Linked DNA regions of Mus musculus: all the other regions are linked to region 5. The links are chromatin contacts, called in public HiCAR-type, HiChIP or PLAC-seq and promoter capture Hi-C maps. All regions are on one chromosome and are shown on one strand. The core of a region is the stretch at or near the end of the contact, and the rest is flanking DNA. Distances in the headings are between cores, read along the strand shown. Region 1 holds the start of Faim (Fas apoptotic inhibitory molecule). Region 2 holds the start of Il20rb (interleukin 20 receptor beta). Region 3 holds the start of Foxl2 (forkhead box L2). Region 4 holds the start of Slc35g2 (solute carrier family 35, member G2). Region 5 holds the start of Dzip1l (DAZ interacting protein 1-like). Region 6 overlaps Pik3cb (phosphatidylinositol-4,5-bisphosphate 3-kinase catalytic subunit beta). Region 7 has its middle 3.8 kb from the start of Gm28166.

Region 1 (3,092 bases), core at 506-3,005, 640 kb after region 5:
GAAAGGCGGTGAAGCACGGAATCCTGTGCCACTTTCAAGGAGAAACTTTTAAAAGTGCTTTCTACACAAGGATTAAACCTTGCTACAACCCAGTCCCACAATTTCCACAATGAAAAGTTGTAACAAAATCATTGAGCTCACCTCTGCTAGACTCTCTCCCTCATTATGGGGATAGCAAAGTAACAGAGGCCTCTTTAAGTGACACCCCATTGCTATTCCTAATCTGTTCAACTTTCCAGCAAGGCCACAGGCACAGAGTGTAAGGAATATTTTTTTCCACAAGATCCCATCTGGAAGTGTAATTCGCATCAATAAATCTCATATAACATTTAAGAACATGTTCAAAACACCTCTGCAAGGGTCCTGCTTTGGGATTCCACTACAAGTTTGTTTTTTTGTTTGTGTGTTTGACCGGAAGTTCCAACAGTCTTGTGGCTTGTGATCTTACACACTTCAAGTTCAGTACTTTCAAAGCTCATTGGAGTTGCTCTCTTGGCCCAACAGGGTTTTTTCTTAATTTACTTTGGTTGTGATCAATATAATTCATATTATACCTTGTTATTATACCTTCATATTACCACTTGTTTCACACCTGTGTTCTGACCCCACCACTCTGTCCTAAGCCTCACCATGACCTGCACAGGTCTGCTTTTAGCAGAAAACCTTATATGGAATAACAACCCCCAGATCACTAACGATGATTTTACTATATACTGTATTTCCAAAATCCATTCGGTATTTCAGAAACGGTGCTTATCTAATCTAATTATGATGACGTCACCAGACACTAACACCGCCCACAATGACATTTACATGAGCATTGGTTGCAGTACAAGGCAATTTTCAAATTTTCAGACTTGTGTTTACTCGCTGTTACAGGTGACAGATTGAATGCAACGTTAGATGGTTAAACAGCAAAACAACTCAAGTTACCTGTCCCACCATCTTCCACCTTGAGTACAGCGTAATTTCGCTGGGTTTCATTGAACCAATTCATTCTATACCTGAGACAGGTCTCCAAGTCAGCCTTTGCATGAGAAAAACAACAGAATTCTAGGAAGAGACTATAGAATCCCACTCTGCCCGCTGTAAGATAACAGGCTCCTTCATTAAGCAACTCGAGTTGAGCTTATTGCAACACTAGAGCGATTCAGGAATAAATCTGTCCCTAAAGCCAACCTCCACGAAGGAAGTAGCCACAGCCAGCAAGGATGCTGCAGTGAGCTGCTCTCAAGAGCTCCCGACCACCGAGCGAGGTTAGCTCGGCCTCCTACAACCCCTGGAGGTACGTGTAGGTAGGTACTTGTAGGTACCTCTCCGGGGTATTTGGGCCAAGGGCCGCCTGGGACGCAGTCAGGAGCGGCACCGAGACTCGGACACGTCCGAAGCCCGAGAACTCCGGACCGCGCCACGAATACTGCGCCGAGGCACCGGAGGGTCCGCAGCTTCGGGTGGCCGCCCCACACCCCTTCTTTCCGGGGCCTCTTGCCCTGAGCCCACACTGCGGCTTGCTGTCTGCCGACCGAGGCCTGGGCACCACGCATCTCGGAGCCCGCTCGGCCAGGCCGAGCTGGAAGCGCCCGCCGAAGCTGCCAGCACCGTCTCCCGCGCTCACCTGCTCCGCGCGCCGCCACCGGCTCCCGATCCCACGACGTAGTCAGCAGCTCTCGCGGCCGCGCCCACCGGGCTCCAGCACCCGCATGCCGGGCGCCCAGCCTCCTACTGCCTTCCGGGCTCAACGAGACCCCGCCCACTGCCCTACTGCGCCTGCGCGAGTGCGAGAGCCCTTTTCAGAGGCTCCGCCCACGCTCCGCGCGAAAACCAATTCCCGGTGTCCGCCTCCATAGGCCCCGCCTACCCTCCGCTTTGGGGCCAATCCTGCTCCTGCTGTGCGCCGCTCTGCGCCCTTGTGCACAGTTGAGCGCTCTGCGGTGCGCCCTGCTGCGCCGCTGCTGCCCCTAGGCCCTGTGGGTGTCACTTTCTTGTTTGTTGTGCAGGTCTGACAGCAGCTTTTGTAGCCTTCCGGATAACCCGCACCTCCGGGAGAGGCAACTCGTCCGCTGAGACCCTTTGTTCCCACTGCCCTGCCGGCCTTCCATTCTCTGCTATAAGAACGGTCATTTTAGGTGGAAGAGTCCAGCCTTTGAAACCCTCTGTACGACCACAGGGGTCGTTTGGCTGCCGAGCCTTACACCTAGCCCAGAGGTTTTTGCTCGCCTTGTCTCCCTATTTTATATATACTTCTTCCTTTAGTGAGATGTTTGAATTTCACTTACTGACAGACAAACCTTAGGGAAAGAGTATAGAGTTCAATAATATAATAGGGCGTTTAGTTATCCTGGGTGAGGTCGTGGGTTATGTAAATTATTTTTAGTGTATATAATACATATGTACAAACACACAACCACTGAATTGTCCCTAATGCTATTGTAAAGTCTCAGACAAACAGGTAAGTAAGTAATGTCGGATAGAATCTACAGTTTCATTTATATAAAGGGAACGAACCAATGAGAGATTTTTTTTAAGTCTGATAAAGATTTAATTTGGGAGTGTTTGTGCCTGTTTAGTTGATATTTAAGAGAATCTCACTACGTAATTCATAAGAGCCTCACACTTGGATTCCAGACCCTCCTGCCTCAGTCTCCCCAGTGCTTGGATCACCATGCCTATCTACCCAGCCCTCAGGAGGTTGAAACAGGAGGATTGCAAGTTCCAGGCTACCCTAAGCTTTATAACTAAGCCTTGTTTCAAAAAACTAAAGTAGTAAAATTTAATGAAGCAGAAGTTTCAGGCACGGTATCTGCAACATTAAAGAACACTGGTCTACTTAATATTCTGAAATTTCTGACTGTCATGGCAATAAATTTTTTTTAAAGAAAAGAATAGACAAATGGGAGAGAACTGGACAAAACAGATGGCAGACACATTGTACCCCTTACATAAAAGAGTTTCTATGAATAGATTTTTAAAATGCCAAATGGTGTTTTTCAATTATTGGTGAAATGTTCAAGTAGGATATTAGAAGGACAGGGAATATAAATGGTCAATTTAAAAAGACCTTTTCTGATTTCTAGCACTGAGGGAAAAAGCTT
Region 2 (3,031 bases), core at 91-2,590, 860 kb before region 5:
AGTCCCATAGAGTACACTGAGTATTTCTACTCCAGTATCCCCAGTGATCCCTTCACTGTATTCAATATTACCCCATGGTTATTTATGCCATGGTTATCTTTATCAGTTGGGAAAGGATAAGAACTGTGAATTCTCAGATTTTTGCACATAGTAAACTCCTAGTGAATGTTTGTTGAATGAATCAGTGGCTGTCCCAAAATTATCTTGCAAGTAAGTTACAAAACTGGAACCAAAAAACATTCTATTAAAAAAAAGAATCAATGTTTATTCTCAAACTGGTGTTCGTTTTACTGTTATAATTTGCACATTGGGGTTTCTAAAGTCCTCAAGGAATTGAAATTTAAGGGGCCAATTTCTATTGCAGGATTTCCCTTCAAAGTTTTAAAATTACTTTTAATTTTCCGTAGTACATTCTTAGGATTCAATACTTTTTTGCTTTTTGTTTTGTTTTTTTGAGACAGGGTTTCTCTGTGTAGCCCTGGCTGTCCTGGAACTCATTCTGTAAACCAGGCTGGCCTTGAACTCAGAAATCCGCCTGCCTCTGCTTCCCAACTGCTGGGATTAAAGGCGTGTACCACCACTGCCTGGCTCAGGATTCAATATTTTAAAAAAATATTTGGTAAAGAATCTTGTTCACATTTTTAATGTCCATTTGCGGTTTCTTCTAGTCAAGATGTCAAGTTTATTATGCCCTAGATTTTCTTTTTGCAGATTTGTAAATATAAAACTATTATTCTTTATGTTTTGACTTTTTTATTTTTGGTTTTTCGAGGCAGGCTTTCTCTGTGTAGCCCTAGCTGTCCTGGAACTCACTTTGCCTCTGCCTCACAACTGCTGGGATTAAAGGCGTGTGCCACCACTGCCCGGCTTATGTTTGACTTTGAAAATGGTATTTCTAATGGACGCAACAGGGCTGAGATGTAGCTCAGTGGCAGTGCTTGCGTAGCTTGCACAAAATCCTGTATTCAGCCCCTAGCACTGTAGAACACAGTAGTAATGGTCATCATTTACCTTCCCCGCTTCTCCAGAAGTGTGTATACGCAAACAGCCAATTAGCGCCCAGCTTGAATGAACAGGCAGAGAGCGGCTTGGCAGTGGAAGCTACTTGATGAGTAGGGAAAATAATCCTGGCTGCTCACTGGTAAGACCCAGGGCCTTCACAACAGCCTGGATGCCCAGATGTCTCCCTCAGGCAGATGTCTCAAGTTCCCCAGTTATCTGGAACTCTTACAGGCCACTCCCCTTGATGCAATATCTGGGTTTGGGCAAAAAGGAGGGTGCTGCAAAGCCCGCCCATTTTGAGCATTTGGGCCAGCTCCCCTTTCAGAACTGTTCAAGCTTCATTGCAACTCTGACCTCAGCACCAGCATCTGCTTCCTGAAGGGAGATGGCTAGGATGGACACACAGCCTCCTTCTGGAAGAAAACAGTGTCTCCGGGCAAGCTGAGTTTGCTAGAGACCCTCACACCAAACAGACCAGCACAATGATTTCCCAGGGAGTCTGGACAAGTCCGTTCATGTGGTTTTTCTACAGCATGACCTCAGGTTTTCTCACGGGTAAGAATGAATTTAAATACAACTGATAGTTTGGGCCTTGAATATAGGTTAAGGTGACAAATACTTTCCTGGGTTTGGGGTTGAATTAAAATGTCAATTTTTAAAAAACCTTTTAATCTCCATTTTCGCATCTCAAATGCCTGCATTCTATTTGGAAAATTTCCTCCTAATATCCACAGAACAATCTAGAAAGATGCCATTAATATAGTCTGCAGAGTTCTATGCATTTTGCAATTTCATCTGGTATTTGAAAGGTTAAGGTATAGTTATTGCAGTTATTTTCCATGTGGCACTTAAAATGATTAAAAATTCTGACAAATACAAAAAGACATTTATAAGCTTCATATTGGGCATGAGATTTATAAAAATTAGATTTTTCTTTGGTCATTATAGAAAAAGGTACTTCATACCATTTAAAAATAGATTTGGTTTGGGGCATTTTCTCTCCCAGTAAGATTGCATAATTTTCTGTTCCACTCCTGGTTTCTTGTAATTACCTTCTTTATTGTCCCCAAAGTGCAGCTCCTCCCTTACCTGTTAGTGTTTCTTTAAGTGACACTGCATTTAAGAGAAATTTCTCCAATATACTGGTCACTTTGTGGTGTTGGTGGGAGCCTTGTGTACTAAAGAAACGTTTCCAAGTTTAGCTGACATAGAAATGGATGGCATTTCCAGGCCCCAAACCTTCAGCATTCCGAAGGTTCAGCAAATGCTGCCCACTTGTCTATATATGCGGGGCTCGTCCTGCATTTATTTGAGCTTATGTCTCACTCCTTTCAGAAAACTAATATAGATTGCAGGCCACTTGCTGTCTCCACAGTATATGCATTCTATTACTGCTTGCTTGCCTTGGCCTTCGTTGTTATAATTTTCCCACGGGGGCTGTTGAAATGGTTCGGTTGGTAACTGTACTTTGTTGCCAAGCCTGACAACTGAGTTCAATCCTCAGAACTCAAACGGTGGAAGGAGAGGGCCAGCTTCCTCAAGTTGTCCTCTGACCTCCACAAACTTGTCATGGCAAATAAGCCAGTCTGCCAACCCATGTGTCCTCCTGCTACACCCACCCCACCACGTATCAGTGTCTGTGTCTGTACATGTTTGTGACTTCCTAGTTTAGCCACTGGTCGTATAACATCATTTTCCCATTTGTGAAGTGTTTATAACAGCCACCTTAAAGTCTTGAGGAGTTAAAACAAGACAATACAAAGAAGTTTTAAAAACTTTAACACCCCTGCCCCAAATGCTAATTATTCTTATCTTTTGGTATTACAAATAATGGTGTCAGAAAATACTTGTTTTAGCTAAAGTTGCCTTCATGCAATTTTGAGCATTTGCTCAGAACTCTGTAGGCGAACATTGCAAACGCAGAGTGAACTTCTATTGCTTACTAGATCACTTGGTAGATGAGTAAAGTTGACTTGCTTCGCCTTTTCCAAATAAAAGTGGGTGACTTAGGAAACTGTTTGCTAATACT
Region 3 (2,831 bases), core at 248-2,747, 670 kb after region 5:
CCGCACCTCGGCCGGGGACTCACTCCCTGCGGTGAGGAGAGGAGGCCCGCGGAAAGCACGGAGTGGGCGGCCTCCGGCCAGCAGCACGGGAAAGCAGAGGCCGCGGCGGGGAAGAGCACCGGAGGAGCAGCGGAGGCGACAAAGCGGAGTCGCAGGAGCGGGGCGGACCGAGGAAGGGCAGACCGCTCGAGGGCTCTGCATCCAGAAGCTGTCCCGGAGTGCGCGCTGTCAGGCTGGCTGCTGCGGCTGCGACCCGAGCTCGGCTCCTCCACTCCCGGGATAGGGGTGGGGGACCGCTCCCGCGCGCGTTGGCACTCAGAGATCCAGACGCGAGTGCAGCGCGCCCGTCTTGCTGTCGTGGTCCCAGTATGAGCAATGCATCATGGCGAGCTCGGGTTGCCGGGCGCAGGCGAACTGCAGGCCGGGCGCGCTCGTGGGCGCGGGTGCCGGGGGCGCGGCGGTGGCCGGGCTGGCGGGACTGAGCTGACCCGGGGGAGGCGCGGCAGCCCCGTGGTGTGGCGGGGCTGGCGGGGGCGCAGCGGCCGCGTGCAGATGATGTGCGTGAGGGTGCGGGTGAGGGTGCGGCGGCGGTGGCGGCGGCGGTGGTGCGGCAGGAGGGCCCCCCAGGCCGTTGTAGGAGTTCACGACGCCCGGAGGCAGCGCCATGCTCTGCACGCGCGAGTACGGCCCGTAGGAGGCGGCGGGGCCCGCCAGCCCCTTGACCACCGCGGCTGCACCGGGGCTGCCCGGGCCGGCGGCTGCAGCGGCTGCAGCAGCGGCCGCCGCAGCCGCCGCCATCTGGCAGGAGGCGTAGGGCATGGGCGAGGGAGGCTGCGGCAGGGGCCAGGAGTTGTTGAGGAACCCCGATTGCAGGTACTTGGGTGGCGCCAGGTAGCCATAGCCATCGGCCCCAGCTCCGGGCACGCCGCAGCCACCCGCCGCTCCTCCGCTCCCGAAGAGCCCCTTGCCGGGCTGGAAGTGAGCGGGCGGCGGCCGGAAGGGCCGCTTCATGCGGCGGCGGCGCCGGTAGTTGCCCTTCTCGAACATGTCCTCGCAGGCCGGGTCGAGCGTCCAGTAGTTGCCCTTGCGCTCGCCGCCGCCCTCGCGCGGCACCTTGATGAAGCACTCGTTGAGGCTGAGGTTGTGGCGGATGCTATTCTGCCAGCCCTTCTTGTTCTTCTCGTAGAACGGGAACTTGGCTATGATGTACTGGTAGATGCCGGACAGAGTGAGCCTCTTCTCGGCGCTCTCGCGGATCGCCATGGCGATGAGCGCCACGTACGAGTACGGGGGCTTCTGCGCGGGGTCTGGTTTCTCCGGTGTTGTCCCGCCTCCCTTGCCGGGACTCGGCGGCGACGCCTCGGCCTCTTTGACTGCGCGTCCGCTCTCCGGAGCCAGCAGGGTCCCCGCCGTGTCTTCGGGCTCGGGGTAGCTGGCCATCATGACAAAAGCCGGCTCTCCGCGGCCGGGCAGCCCGGAGGCTGTGCTCTCCTGGTGCAGGCTCGCCTTGCAGGCGGGCGCAGGAGTGTGCGCTCGGCGCAGAGCCTCTAACTTCTGCAGGCTGCGGGGACCGGAGGCCTCGCGCGGCTCTCACTCTCTTCTCTTTTCCCCCCGGGGAGCGGTCTGCGGGAGTGGAAGTCAGCCTCTGGCCATCGGGAGTCTGCCCAACAGCGAGGGGCTCCGGCCCCGCCGCCCCTCCCCGCCCAGGCCAGTCCCCGCCTCGGTGGGTTTTCTTGGCTGAGCTCTCCCCTCCCCCCACCGCCCGGTTTCCCCGAGGCGCGACCCGCGTCTCTGGCGCAGCCGCCTCCTGGAGTCCCTAGTGCGCCAGGAGCCTCGCTCCGTTCTGATTCGTATGGGCTCCGCAGAGTTCCGCTTGCGTCAGGGGCCTTCGCCCCTATAGCGGGGCAGCCAGCAGCGCACGGGCGAGTTCATCTCTAAGTCTCCTTTTTTTTTTAAACGGCCGGCAGAACTTGGACCGGCCTTCCCGAGCCTCCGGAGCCTCCCGGGCCCAGCCAACAGCCTGCCTCACGCTCTTACGAGTCTTGAAAATCTGCGGGTGTTTGCTTCGCCGAAAAGCCCTGGTTGGGGCTCGCTGCGCCCTGCCAGTGCCCCGGGAATGCTGACCCCAGCGAGGAGAGGTGATCCAAGCCTCTGGGCAGCTTTCAGGTGAAAGAAAACAAAACCCTTTGCTCTGTGCTTCGGGCTGTGCTGGGGCTAGACTTCTAGCTTTGAGGCTTAGGGAGGGGCGAGATGGCAAGGGGGCCGGACCGGGGTGGAGTGGCCGAACTTTGCGGCAGCTGGAGGTAAACCAGCTCAGAGCTCGTGTCACGGAAGGCAGAAGCTTCGGCCTGCTCTGTCCCTCGAGCTCTCTGAGCCCAATTGAGGCTGGGGAGAGGATCGCTGGGAAGAGACACCCAGGAGTACCGCTCACTGGCATCGGACGTTTCGCTTCTCTGTGCTGAGGTGGATGTAGGGACCAGCTTTCTCCTTGGAACTCGCCTTGCAATCCCACAATTTGGGTGTGTGTTTTAAAGATCAAGTGGTATCCCTTGTACTCTGGCTTGGACACAGACGAGGATGTTGCTGAGGGGCTTTGGGGACTGTTGCGTGCACAAGTGTCACGCGTGGAAGGCACGGGGCAAAAATCTGTTCTTAAAGACACACGTGATACTGCGCAAGTGTGCTGTTCAGAAACCCAGGTATGCTTATATATGTACAATGTGTGAGACTTGTATTTGCTTATTTTTGCTTAGTGAGGTGTATGAATCAAGCACCAGAGTACATGGTTGTATCCATGAACATGGTTCGTGGATACAACCTCTTTTTTTTTT
Region 4 (2,721 bases), core at 56-2,555, 940 kb before region 5:
CCTCAGACCCCAAGCCAGGGAACCGAAGCCCTGCCAACCTCTCTTCTGCCCAGCTACAGGCTATAGGCATCTTTATTCAACCAATAGTTTCAAATTAAGGAACAAGGTTTGCACAACAAAAGCTGGTATGGTATGTGTGTGCATATGTATGTATGTATGTGTGTGTATTTGTATGTAAATGTGTGTATGTGTGTGTTTGTATTTGTATGCATATGTGTGTATATGTGTACATATGTGTGTATGTGTTTCCCGTGTGTCTCATATACTCACACCATCCATAAGCTAGAAGACAGTTGACTTCATCCATTAAGGTGTGTGTTTGTGTATGTGCTTGTGAGTATGTGTGTATATGTGTGTTTGTGTGTGTGCGTGTGAGTATGTGTATATGTGTGTGTATGTTTGTGTTTGTATATGTATGTGATATGTAAAAGAACCCTCTGGGAGCCATCCAGGATTGAAGGAGGAGGACAGCTAGTGGTCAGGTGTGCAAACACAAAACTCTACCAGAGGATTTGGGTTCTGACTTTGAGATGAAGACGTGGATAACAGTAACTCTGTTTCCCATGTGTCTCTCACTTGCCCACACTATCCAAAAGCTAGAAGACACTTGGCTTCATCCATCAAGGTGAGTCCTGAGTCAGAGCAGGACAGAAAGGGATCTAAACAGACTATGAAAAATCTGGCAGAAGACACTTGTCTTTCCATAGTTAGCACCATAATTCAGGCCTGATTGTTTCTTACCTAATCTACAGTCATGGTCTTCCAGCCTGTCTCCTGGACTCTCATTGCCTTGGTGACTTGGTTTGTTTTTAAGAGTGTGTTCATTTAGCTTTGGGGATTGGGGTATACAAACATTTGCATTGTCAAGACTTCTCCCATCTTGCAAAACCTGGGTAAAACGGTCAGGACTCAGGGATATCCCAAGATTATTCTGTCCCAAGGTTTATCGATACTGTCACCACTTCAAATATCAAGAAATAATTTTTAGTTCTTACAACCAGATAGAAATGAATGGAGAATGCTTCCTCATCTCTTCCCAGAGGACCTAGTCACCCTGGCTGGCAGTCGATTGCTTCTAAGAGCCCCCCCCACCCCCCCCAACCCCGCCTGCCCCCACTCTCCGCCCCAGGGCGTTGGCAGCTTCCATTGCCTGGGACGCTCACGCCTCTCGGGGAGGGCCAGTCCCCAGGTCTAAGCAAACATCCTGGTGGTCTCCTGCCGTCTTCCACTCCCGCAGCGCCTGCGGTGGGGGGTTGGGGCAGCGGAGAGCGCAGGCGCAGTGCCCGCGTCTGGCGCCCCTCTCCTTGCTGGCCGCCCCTGGCAGTCCAGGCTGCAGTGGTCCCCGCCGAGCGCGCGGCGGCCTCAGCTGGCTAGGGAGGCCAGACCAGGAGCGCGGGAGTCCGCTAGTGCCCCCGGCGCACCGGCCTAGCCGCGACTTCCAGGTAACTGAGCCGGTGGCGGGTGGGCAGCAGCGGGCGGTGCGGGACTCAGCCGTCTGGCCCCGTCGGGAAGAGGGAGCGCACCGAGCCCCACGTCGGTGGCAAGTGACCCGTAGGGCGCCTCGTTTGGGGTAAGGTAGGCTCCCGTCAAGCGCCCCGCCTACTTGATAGACCTCGGTGGAGCGCGCGTCTCTGCAGGACGCCAGAAAAGCCATCCAGTGCCCACTTCTCCCCGTTGCTGTCCTGGAGAACAGGAACAGCGGGGTGATAGTCAGCACCATCCTCGGGCCTGACACAGTTGCTTGTGTGGGCCCAACCCCAGTCGCATGATGAAGGTCAGGGCTTGTCCCTTCTTTGGCCCCGGAGCCCACACAAGCTCGGCGAGTGCTTGTGGCGTCATAGGAGTGATTGCGAATGCAACTTTCGAAAAATTACTGGGTGGTTTTAGGAGTCTGACAAAGATTTTGGATTTGCCATCACTTTCCTGTCTTGTGTCTTTTGAGTCTTGAACTCCAGATTAGATGGGTTGAGATTTTCCTGTTTCTTGACTCGATAGGGAGGAAGGACCAGAGTGTGGAGGTGGAGGCTCTGGCAAGTCAGTTTCATCTCATCTATCCACGTAGAACAAAATGCGGATTTTCTTGACGGAATTGGTTCTAGGTTTAGAATTTTACGCAGTGTGTGACCGTTTAGCTCATGGGGGAAGACGGGTCGCGGGAACTGGCAGGAAGAACACTCACTCTTCCTGGGGCAGCTGGGGGCGCTGCGCAGATCCACGTCACTACCCAGGCTGTCACCAGGCTCTGGTAGGAGCAGGAGCAACTTCCCGTCCCGAGGATTGAGGAGCTCCTAGACAGTCTCACACCAGGCCGGGAGGGTGAGGGGGCAGGCGCGGAGTGGGCCAAGTCTGCGGGCTCTTTTCGGGAAATGGCTTTGAGCAGAGTTGACTGTGTCCGTGGTGCTGAAGCTCCTCGTGCCCAGGTCTACGACTTCCTGGGCCTATGCCAGCCATATTTTCCTATTTTGCACCTTTGCCAAAAAATAACTCATGGCCAAAGCAAGCGGCCAGGCCGGAGCCGGCTAGACACTGAAACTCTTCACAGATGGGTTGAGCGTGGTCTCCTGAGGGAAACACTGCAGGGAAATGTGGTTCAACTTGGAAGAAGAGATAAAACCCAGCTTGCTTGATTTCCTAAAAGTACACACTGTGAGCAAGCACACCGGCCCTAATGTATGTGCATGCATGTGAAGGATATATGTATGAGTATATACCTACAAACAT
Region 5 (3,144 bases), core at 643-3,142:
AGGTGGATCTCTGTGAGTTCCAGGCCAGCCAGGTCTACATCAAAAAACAAACAAACCAATAAACACAAGTAGTGGGACAAGAAAATTGGACTAGGGGGAGGAGGTCTCAAAGTTGGGGGGAGAGTGAGGGCTGGGGTATAATCACAATACATGTGAGAAATTCTCAAAGAATTCTTTTTAAAAAATTATAAAAGCTTACTATGAATTAGTGTCACAAAAATTTTTTTCCTTTAAAACAAAAATGGAGGTGGGCTTTGACTGGTGGCTCATGGGAATATCTTAGAGAATAAGGCCTAGCAGGACCTATTATCCCCAGGCACAGAAGTGTCAAAAACAAACAAAACCTGCTCCACATCGGAAAGAAAACTAACAGACTGTCCTGGGGTTTCTTGTCTATTAAAGCGCTGTTGCTTCCTAACAGAGCCTCTCCATCTTTATTCTGGACCAGACCCCGTCACTACAATCACCAAGCAAGTGACTGGCCAGTGTTGGGGCAAGTGGTTGGCTAGCCCACAGCTTCCTCTTCTGCAAAGTGAGCACAGGACATTCAGAACTGCCTACCAAGGGCTCCCCTTCTCCTCTGAAGTGTTCTGAGTGGCACAAACAAAAGAAGTTCAGCTCCCAAATGCACAAGATTTCTGTTCTCAATTTAAGGCATGCAGCTAAAACAGTGGTTCTCAACCTGTGGGTCGCGACCCCCGAGGAATCTCAGGTATTTTTCATGTCCGATATTTACATTAACAATTCATAACCGTAACGACATTACAGTTATGAAGCAGAATGAAATAACTTTATGGCTGGGGGAATCACTATAACATGAGGAACTGTATTAAAGGCCTGCAGCATTAGGAAGGTTCTGTACTTTAATGATCTAAAACCATTTCCACAGGAGGGAGCAAGCAGACAGACAGACAACCTTCTCTGAGCAGGGTAGTTTTCCCCTGCCAGACCACACCTTGGGGAAGGAAGTGACCATCTTGCTGAACACTTACAGACAGATGGGAGAGCAGGGTTGGAACATCTCACACTCCCTAGGCCTAATCCTGTTAGAAACCAATTCCTGGAGACATGGCCAGGACAGCACCGGCCCTGGGCCCTTCAGGACCGTTGTGAAGGCAATTCTACCAGGCCCTGTCCTCTGATCCTGCCTGGTACACACTTGCCCTGTGGACTTCTACTCTCATCCACCCCTAAGTCTGTGCTCCCGTTAAACTTCAGCCCGGGACCGGAAGCGGAGGAACCTAGACACGCCAATCTTTATTTAAAAATCATCTCGTTAGTAACCGAACCCCACTTCCCACAGAACTCGGATCTGCAGTCCCTTAGATCGCTTTACTGTTTTCAAAAACTGCATTTCCCAAGACCACACTCCTGAAAACGCCGAGGGTTGGGTGTCAGACATCCCCCATTCCGCGCCTCCGTGTCTCCTGGCATGCGAGCTCTTCCCCCCCGCAGGGTACCTCAGTCCTGCACAATCCGAAGCCGCTGGGATAAAGGGATGGAGGCACAGGGAGCGGGACGTCGTGAAGCACCCTCGACCACGCAGCTCCTTTCCTCGCTTGGCTACCGCAGCCACTAATGTTTAACCTGCGCGCGCAGCGGCCAAGTAGCTCCGCCTGGAACCGCGCTCCCTCCGGCGGCTCCCCGCTGGATTCCAGACATAGTTTTCCTGGGAGGCCTGTGGCAGTCTGGGGGTCACCCGGAACAAGGGCCGGCGACTGGAGGTCTTAGAGGTTCCCACGTCCCGACTCACCCCATCCGCAAGTCCAGACTCACTCCATCTCCTACAGTGCAGCCCGAGGATGCTGCCAGCCGCGCGGACCCTACGCGTCTCTCCCCGCCAGTAGCTCAGGCCTGGGGTCTGCGGTGCTTCCCACCCCAACCCCTACCCCCAGCCCATCCACCCACAGCAGAGGCGGAGCCTCTCCCCAGAGCCCGGGAACAGCTATTTTTAGAGTTGCAAGGGAGGGGGGTTGGGGGGAAGGAGGGAGTGCTGCTTTGAATTCGTTAAGGAAATCCAGCATCCAAGTTCCCAGGCCTTGATGAGCGGCAGGACAGACTCTGTCACCATCCCTTCACTTCACATGGCAGGATGCAGCGACTGTTGGCAAGCCCGCAAAATTAAAGGAATTTGACCTGAGCCACATTAGGAGACCCATAGGTGTGCTCCAATTTGATCAGATGGCAATCACCTTTCAGATCCCTTATCCATTAACGTTGCCCAGAAAGCTCCGGCAGGAGTTGGGGGTATTATATTTTCTCTCCTGATTATAGATCCCTGCCCCCTCTCGTTGGGACTCTCATCTCGTGACTTTAAGTTCTGGGAGGGTTTGTTGTATCTTAGGGCCTTTCTCTCAACACAGCTTCAAAATGCCAAGCTCTGCATCTTGGGGACAGCAAGGACAAAAGCCCTAGGAATAAACGTTGCCAAGGGTGGGGAGAAACTCAAATTTCTGTGCGTTATTGATGGGAATTCAAAATGGTACTGCCACTGTGGGAAACAAAATGGTTTGCCATGATTCAGCACTATTTGAAAATATTACAAGGATTAGGAGGTATAGCCTTGTTGGAGAAAGTGTGACACTGGAGGTGGGCTTTGAGGTTTCAAAACGCCCATGTCAGACCCAGTCTTCGCCCACCCTTACGGGTCAGGTGGGTCAGGATGTAACTCTTAACTATTTCTCCAACACCAGGCCTGCCTGCTACCATACTCCCTGCAATTATGATAAATGGACTAAGCCTCTGATACTGTAAGCAAGCCTCCAGTTAAGTACTTTTCTTTTTCATAAGAGTTACCTTGGTCATGGGGTCTCTTCTCAGCAACAGAATAATAAATAAGGCACATGTCTAGATCTATATCCAAAGAAGCTTAAAGCAAGACCCCAAACAAACTCTTGGACACTTGTATTTAATGAGCTGTCAAAATGGCTCAGCAGGTAAAGGGCTTTGTCATCAAGTCGGATATCCTGGATTGGATTCCTGTAACCCACACCGTGGAAGGAAACAACTCCTGAAACTTGTCCTCTGACATCTGTATATACAGATATGTGCGTGCGCGCACACACACACAATGTACAATAAAATAATAACATTATTTACAACAGCCAAAATGTGGAAGTAATCCAAGCGCCCATGGGCAGCTGA
Region 6 (2,938 bases), core at 174-2,673, 570 kb after region 5:
CTTTTCTCGATTGTGCCCTCTCCAGATTCCTATTAGAAAGAGCACTTGATAATCGGAGGATTGGGCAGTTTCTGTTTTGGCATCTTAGGTAAGTCTTTGCTATTGCGATTTGATACCATGATGTTCTCTAATAACTAACCCGGTGTGATGTCAGACAGCCAGTGGACTAGCAGCAGCTTCTCCAGGTGCTTTCTGATCCATCCGTGACATTTACACTGTTTGGTGCCTTCTCTTATCTTTTGATACCTAAATTCTGTTTTCATCATTTGGCAAAGTATTTCAGGTAAGTATTCTATGATACTTTCTAGATTTTGAACTAAAACTAGTAACTGTTATATTGTAATATTTTCTAACAACTAATTTTTGTTTAAAAATATTGATTAAATATTTATACTGTGTGTGTGCTCTGATCAAATCTACCCCAGCCACTCCTCTCCAGCTCCTACTGTCATTTTTCCCTCCCAGCTTCATGCGCTCTTTCTTAAGAAATGTTTTTATTTTATGTACATTGGTGATTTGACTGTGTGTATGTCTGCTTGAGAATGTCAGATCCCCTGGGACAGGAGTTACAGACAGTTGTGAGCTGCCGTGTGGGTGCTGGGAATTGAACCCAGGTCCTCTGGAAGAGCAGTGCCAGCGCTTAGCCTCCCAGCCACCTCTCCTGCCCGTGTTTATGTGTGTGTTTGCTTTGTAGTGGCTGGGCTAGACCACAGAGCCGGCACGTGTGTGGTCATTTCAGCCTTCTTAACCTTTCCTCTCACACTTCTGTTCAAACTGCTTGTCAGGAAAAAAAACTTTCCTTTTTAACTAAGCTTTTAAAGAACTCATGGTCTGTGGTATTAATTTTAGCAGATTTTCCCTTACTAAAGTGGTTTTCTTGTTGATGCATATTTTTTATACTTTGTCTCCTCGTCCAATTCAGTACTATTTTAAACCCTCCAGAGAATGACAAAGTAAATATTTTTGTTGTTTTTTTTTTTAATACATACATGCCATTGTTTGAGAAAGAAAAGAAAACTGGGGCTGGCAAGATGCTTCAGTGAGCAGTGGGTCTGGCTGTGCAAACCTGCCAAGCTGAGTCCACATGAAGTGGAAGAGGAGACCCAGCTCTCCTCTCTTGTCCTCTGACCTCCATGTGCCCCCATGGCTAGTGCCCCACGCCCATTATACACTCAATGACAGTGGGAAAGGGGGACAGAAATGTGGTTAGGCTGACTGGCTCATTGGCGGCAGTCAGAGAGATTTTTTTTTTCCACCTGAGTCTCTCCAAATTCCTAAGTTACATTTCCTTTCCCTTTCAAAAGGCAGTTTAAAATGTGGGAATATTAGTTTTCTTTAAGAATTGACCACTAAGATCTCATAACTTCTGAGTCCTAACTGCGGTATGACCTCTTACTAGTAAGTGCTTGGGATGGCCAGCTCTCAGCTGGTTGGCATCAGAAGAGCATTCCATGGCAGAATAAGGAGGTCAGTGCTTGTTCTTCACGCTCTGAAGTGTTCGATTACAAACCTTTTCAGTGTTGCTTTTCTGCAGGTCAGAGGTGCACACTCCTGCTGTGTCCGTACAGTTTGGTGTCATCCTGGAAGCATACTGTCGAGGAAGCGTGGGGCACATGAAAGTGCTTTCCAAACAGGTAGGGACTTCTGTAATTCACTTTAGCACATGGTGATCAACCGAGTTTATCAAACGGAATGTCTCCAGTCACATATTTTATTGCCCTTTCGGTCACTTACCCTGATCAGTGCTTTGTGGGAATGGCCTGAGTCTCATGAAGCTCAGGATGGCCTTGAACTCACCATTTAGTCAGAGAGGTCCATGGTCAGGAGCTCCTCCTGCCCCAGCCTTCTGAGTGCTGGGATCCATAGCATATGGTGCTGTGTCTAATTTATGCTGTGCTCGGGGATGGACTCAAGGCTGTGTACTTGACATGCAAGCAGTCTACCGCTGAGCTATTTCCCAGCTGTTAGCTTTTAGGAAAATCTGTCAAGATAAGTTTCAGAAAGCTTAGAATTAAGGCATATCTCATATTTTCTATATTAATAGGATGACCTACATTTTAATAGTGTATTTCAAGATGGACATGAAGGAGGCAGACTTCTGCCTCCAGTGTTTCATAGCCTACATCACTCTTTTCATGGAATTGTGTGTTTTTAAAGCTTTACGACTCTTTAGTATAGTTTATGATGCATATAATTCATCTTTTAGACCGAGATATAGTGAGGTATAAACACATGATTTCTGTAGTTCAGAGTCCTTGTCACCTTTTCAAGCTATATCTTCATACCTAAAATTGTAATACATTCTTGCAGTCCAGAAGTATTGCTGATATTACCATTAAGTTATTAAATAATTACTCTCTGTCAAGAACTCATACTGCTTTAAGCATGCTGTCTAATTGTGCTCCTTATAATTGACCATTGTGTGTATAAACCATAGGCTGCCTTTGAACTCATGATCCCCCTCCCCCAGATTCTGAGAATGTAAGAGTCTGCTACCATTCCTTGCTCCCTTACTTAGCTAGAGAGCCTTCCATAAGCTTTTACGAAATGACTGTGGTATGTTTTGGAAAGGCCATGGGTGTGGTGAAAGCAGCTAATAGAGACTCACACCATGAAACAGCATCATTGATCCACACTGTGAACCAGTGCTCACGGTGGCCCCTCATCTGACCCATTGTCTTCTACTCCACCACCCTCTACACTGGGCTTCTCATTCCCACCCTCCCCTGTCTGCCTCTCCTCCCCAGCACAGCCTTTGAACATCTGAGAAGTGACCATGTTTTCCAGTCATATTAGTCTCTTTAAATCCCTAACAATAATTGTTCATGACACTGAAAATCCGGATTTTTCTACCCAGACTTAAAAGGTCCTAGTTGGTTGCTGTGTGTCCAACCTCATTGTGTATCTGTTGGTTGATGTGTGTCAGACCTCATTGTGT
Region 7 (3,031 bases), core at 273-2,772, 820 kb before region 5:
TGGCAGCCTCGTCTGCTTGGTGAATTCCATGCCAGCCAGGGACTCTGTCTCAATAAAAGGGTGGATAACTCCTGAGGAATGACACAAAAGTGCATGTACTCTAACACATGCGTGTGCGCACCCACCAGGCAAGCTGGTGGAGGACGGAGTCACGAAATAGCAAAAGCTCTCTTTTGTGGACTTGAATCTTGTTGCATGGAATGTGTTATGTTAGGTATATACATTTATTTATACAGCATGCCAGGATCTGCTATCCTAAATATTGCTGCAATGACATTCCCTCTGTCTCTGTCTTTCTCTCTTCTCTTCTCTTCTCTTCTCTTCTCTTCTCTTCTCTTCTCTTCTCTTCTCTTCTCTTCTCTTCTCTTCTCTTCTCTCCCTTCTCCTCCCCCTTTCCTCCCTCCCCATCTTTCTTTGTTTCTTTTTCTCTCTTTCTTCTTCTTCTGTAGCTCAGGCTAACTTTGAAATGGTGTTCCTGGCACCTCAGCTTCTCCAAGTGCTGGGATTACAGCTGTGCACCACCATGTCTGGCCTGCATTGTCTCTCTCTCTCTCTCTCTCTCTCTCTCTCTCTCTCTCTCTCTCTCTCTCTCTCTCTCTCTTAAAATTTGATATGGGGTCTTTATTTATAGTCCAGGCTTGCCTGACACTCATGACAGTCCTCCTGCTTCAGCCTTCCAAGGCTGGGATTACAGATGTGTGTCTCTATGCTTGGCTTGCAAAGGCCTTTACACAGTCATGTATGTGTGGAATGAGAGCATGTGTGTTGTCTCATTGGGTCTCATTTGCCTCTCCAGTCTGTCCCTCTGTTTTCTTTTCTTTGTGACCCAGCTTTTTTTTCCTGACATGGATGGCTAGGACTTCAATTCTCCTTCGATATCTCCTTCCCTTTTCCAAGTTAAAATATTTAACCATGATGTTATGGTTCATAGATCCTCAAAGAAATAGTGAAAGCAAAATTTTTTTCTTCCCTCTGTCCTCCTTTTGAATATTTGTAAATTACCTGTATTAGCAATATTTGGCTTTTTCCAAAGCAGCTTTGGAGGGTGCGCCAGAGCCAGCTGTCATTCCAGCGGTTGCCACTAGGTGTCAATAGAGGCCGTGGTAGTCGGTTCAGGACCATCGGTTGATTTGGTTGGGTCCCTGCGGATTTTCTGAGTCCTCTCCTGTAAAATAACAAATGTCCGTGGTGCAGAGCACTTTCCTCAGGAAGTACTCTAGGGAGCCCGGGAGTTTGCATACGAAGGCGAGGAGCACGAGGCTCCTACTAATGATATTCCATGCCGACCGCAGTCGCTCCTAGGCAGGGCCTGGCTCTCCTAGCTTTGATGTATGAGATTATTACTGAGTAGTATGGTGGCCAAGCGATGCTCTGTGGGCAGGCTGAGGACGCGAGTCCTGCGTGGGCTGCAGAAATGTCGCTGCAGAGCACGGACCCGGTGGAGGAACCGAATGTACAGCCTGGACCCGGGCAGGACTGGAGGGCGGACACTCTCAGTGTGTGCTCAGCGCCACCTTCCTGGACGCCAACGCCAACGCCAACGCCAACGCGGGTGAATGTTGGCTGCGCCCTCCAGGGGTTGCAATGGGGGTTGTCACTGCAACTTATAAACAGACTCCAGGCATCTTTCATCTTCTTAAAAAAAGTTCTGGCCAAATTCCTCCACTCTCCACTCAGGGCTGCAATGCTTTGCTTCTAAAATTTTCCTCTTACATTAGGATGGCATCACCAGCTTGGGTCTGTCCGTAGCTATTTTCTCCTAATTAAAACATTCCCTCCTGGAGGGAATGAGAAGCAAAAGACTTAGAAAGCTGGCCAAATTTACAAGAGTGAGGGAGCCCAGAAAATAAGATCCACAAGGTCCCAGCTCAAGGTTGTAAGTTTCAGTAAACAGTTGCCAGGAGAACCAGAGAGCTTCCTTGAGGCTGTCTGTAAGCTGTGCAGAGAACTAGCGTGGTTGCAGCCTTTGTGAGCTGCTGCCCATACTCGGTGGGCTTTCCCATAATGTAGCTGCTTTGGAGTTCTACCTGCCCTTCTAAGAGACTCCTCCCTGTGCTCCTGCGAGGAACCCTGATAAACTCTCTGGTCCACCAAGTTGGACTTCACTCGAATCATTATTTTGGTTTTCCATCTGTTTCTGGGGTGAATAGACATTTATATTATGGTTCCTCAGGAAAAACTCACACGATGCAATGTGTGTACGTGTGTGCGTGTGTGTGTGGGGGGGGTAGAGAGAGACAGAGAGACAGAGAAACAGTGACTGAGAGGCAGAGAGGAGAGGAGAGGAGAGGAGAGGAGAGGAGAGGAGAGGAGAGGAGAGGAGAGGAGAGGAGAGGAGAGGAGAGGAGAGGAGAGAGTGATATGCTTGCCTATTCTACTCCTTGGGTTTTGATGTTGGGTACCTTACCTTGTTTATTGTTCATTGCTGCTACAATCTACAACAGGAAGGGGAAAGGAACTAAAAATTAAAAACACTTAGGTAGAAGAGTCCTTTCTCTTAGATATGTAGTAAATGCAGGCACCATGGCGTCATGTGCAGCATCATTTAACTCTAGTTGAGGACAAGGCAGAGCATTTTGGATCGGGAACAAACTGGGATGTGGGCACATCTGATAAGCCATTTTGTGCTCTCTCTCTCTCTCTCTCTCTCTCTCTCTCTCTCTCTCTCTCTCTGTCAAGTAGAAGGCACCATAAATATGACAGGGGTTGGGAGCAATAAGAGGAAGGGCTTAGTGAGAGCTAGGAATGCGTGATATGGGCTCACAGGGATTTGGGTAGCCTGACTGGAACTTGGGAAAATGAGCAAGACTGTTCAAGTATTCAGTCCTGTCCAAGACTGATGAGACATGACCTCTGCCTTCTTCTTGTAGGGATTAAAGTGTAGAAGTGGATCACATGCTGACCACCAGGATCAAAGCCTGCAGACGCCAGATAGGGAAAGACCAAAGAGGATGGAGCAGGACCCAGAGTGTCTCCACTGTGAATCCTTGCCTTCACACCTGTTTGAAAGTGAAGCTACGAGGCAGACAGT

The links. Promoter capture Hi-C pulls out the DNA fragments that hold promoters and counts their contacts. HiCAR-type assays count read pairs that join an accessible place to other places. HiChIP or PLAC-seq counts read pairs in DNA pulled down with a chosen protein or histone mark.
Region 1: a contact with region 5 is called in a HiCAR-type map of astrocytes, with 2.2 times the contacts expected there. The contact joins the promoter of Faim here to the promoter of Dzip1l in region 5. A contact is called at or near these places in 3 of 39 promoter capture datasets (cranial neural crest, embryonic stem cells and neural stem cells), 2 of 115 datasets of contacts at active chromatin or transcription factors (astrocytes and embryonic stem cells) and 1 of 9 other capture datasets (embryonic stem cells).
Region 2: a contact with region 5 is called in a promoter capture Hi-C map of cranial neural crest. The contact joins the promoter of Il20rb here to the promoter of Dzip1l in region 5. A contact is called at or near these places in 1 of 39 promoter capture datasets (cranial neural crest), 1 of 115 datasets of contacts at active chromatin or transcription factors (embryonic stem cells) and 1 of 9 other capture datasets (embryonic stem cells).
Region 3: a contact with region 5 is called in an H3K27ac HiChIP or PLAC-seq map of embryonic stem cells, with 5 times the contacts expected there. The contact joins the promoter of Foxl2 here to the promoter of Dzip1l in region 5. A contact is called at or near these places in 4 of 39 promoter capture datasets (cranial neural crest, embryonic stem cells and second pharyngeal arch cranial neural crest), 1 of 484 Hi-C or Micro-C datasets (embryonic stem cells), 4 of 115 datasets of contacts at active chromatin or transcription factors (all in embryonic stem cells) and 1 of 9 other capture datasets (embryonic stem cells).
Region 4: a contact with region 5 is called in an H3K27ac HiChIP or PLAC-seq map of embryonic stem cells, with 5 times the contacts expected there. The contact joins the promoter of Slc35g2 here to the promoter of Dzip1l in region 5. A contact is called at or near these places in 2 of 115 datasets of contacts at active chromatin or transcription factors (embryonic stem cells and pancreatic cancer cells).
Region 6: a contact with region 5 is called in an H3K4me3 HiChIP or PLAC-seq map of embryonic forebrain, with 6 times the contacts expected there. The contact joins the enhancer-like site here to the promoter of Dzip1l in region 5. A contact is called at or near these places in 6 of 39 promoter capture datasets (the 3T3-L1 cell line, the C10 cell line, cranial neural crest and 2 more) and 2 of 115 datasets of contacts at active chromatin or transcription factors (embryonic forebrain and embryonic stem cells).
Region 7: a HiCAR-type map of astrocytes shows a contact between it and region 5, with 4 times the contacts expected there. The contact joins the enhancer-like site here to the promoter of Dzip1l in region 5. A contact is called at or near these places in 3 of 39 promoter capture datasets (the 3T3-L1 cell line, embryonic stem cells and hippocampal neurons) and 5 of 115 datasets of contacts at active chromatin or transcription factors (astrocytes, embryonic hindbrain, embryonic midbrain and 2 more).

Annotation. Positions count from the first base shown.
Region 1 is chr9:98,985,036-98,988,127 of GRCm38.p6, reverse strand. It overlaps Faim (Fas apoptotic inhibitory molecule), which reads right to left and starts at 1,755. Exons shown (of 5, transcript NM_011810.3): 1 at 1,616-1,755.
Region 2 is chr9:100,484,782-100,487,812 of GRCm38.p6, reverse strand. Il20rb (interleukin 20 receptor beta) reads left to right here and starts at 1,340. Exons shown (of 7, transcript NM_001033543.3): 1 at 1,340-1,557. The coding sequence starts at 1,485.
Region 3 is chr9:98,954,273-98,957,103 of GRCm38.p6, reverse strand. It overlaps Foxl2 (forkhead box L2), which reads right to left and starts at 1,497. Exons shown (of 1, transcript NM_012020.2): 1 at 1-1,497. The coding sequence starts at 1,443. The coding sequence ends at 316. It overlaps Foxl2os (forkhead box L2, opposite strand), which reads left to right and starts at 1,794. Exons shown (of 8, transcript NR_003248.3): 1 at 1,794-2,699.
Region 4 is chr9:100,569,669-100,572,389 of GRCm38.p6, reverse strand. It overlaps Slc35g2 (solute carrier family 35, member G2), which reads left to right and starts at 1,305. Exons shown (of 2, transcript NM_001101483.1): 1 at 1,305-1,442.
Region 5 is chr9:99,628,279-99,631,422 of GRCm38.p6, reverse strand. Dzip1l (DAZ interacting protein 1-like) reads right to left here and starts at 1,892. Exons shown (of 16, transcript NM_028258.4): 1 at 1,754-1,892.
Region 6 is chr9:99,058,881-99,061,818 of GRCm38.p6, reverse strand. It overlaps Pik3cb (phosphatidylinositol-4,5-bisphosphate 3-kinase catalytic subunit beta), which reads left to right. Exons shown (of 24, transcript NM_029094.3): 15 at 1-88; 16 at 1,535-1,634. Among named protein-coding and RNA genes, the nearest start is that of Gm1123, 25 kb to the right of the region's middle. Within about 2 kb of position 1,423, at least 1 of the 459 cell types and tissues checked has an H3K27ac peak or open chromatin away from gene starts, as enhancers often do.
Region 7 is chr9:100,444,647-100,447,677 of GRCm38.p6, reverse strand. No RefSeq gene overlaps it. Among named protein-coding and RNA genes, the nearest start is that of Gm28166, 3.8 kb to the left of the region's middle. Within about 2 kb of position 1,522, at least 112 of the 459 cell types and tissues checked have an H3K27ac peak or open chromatin away from gene starts, as enhancers often do. A contact at or near this core is called in astrocytes, where this site is marked.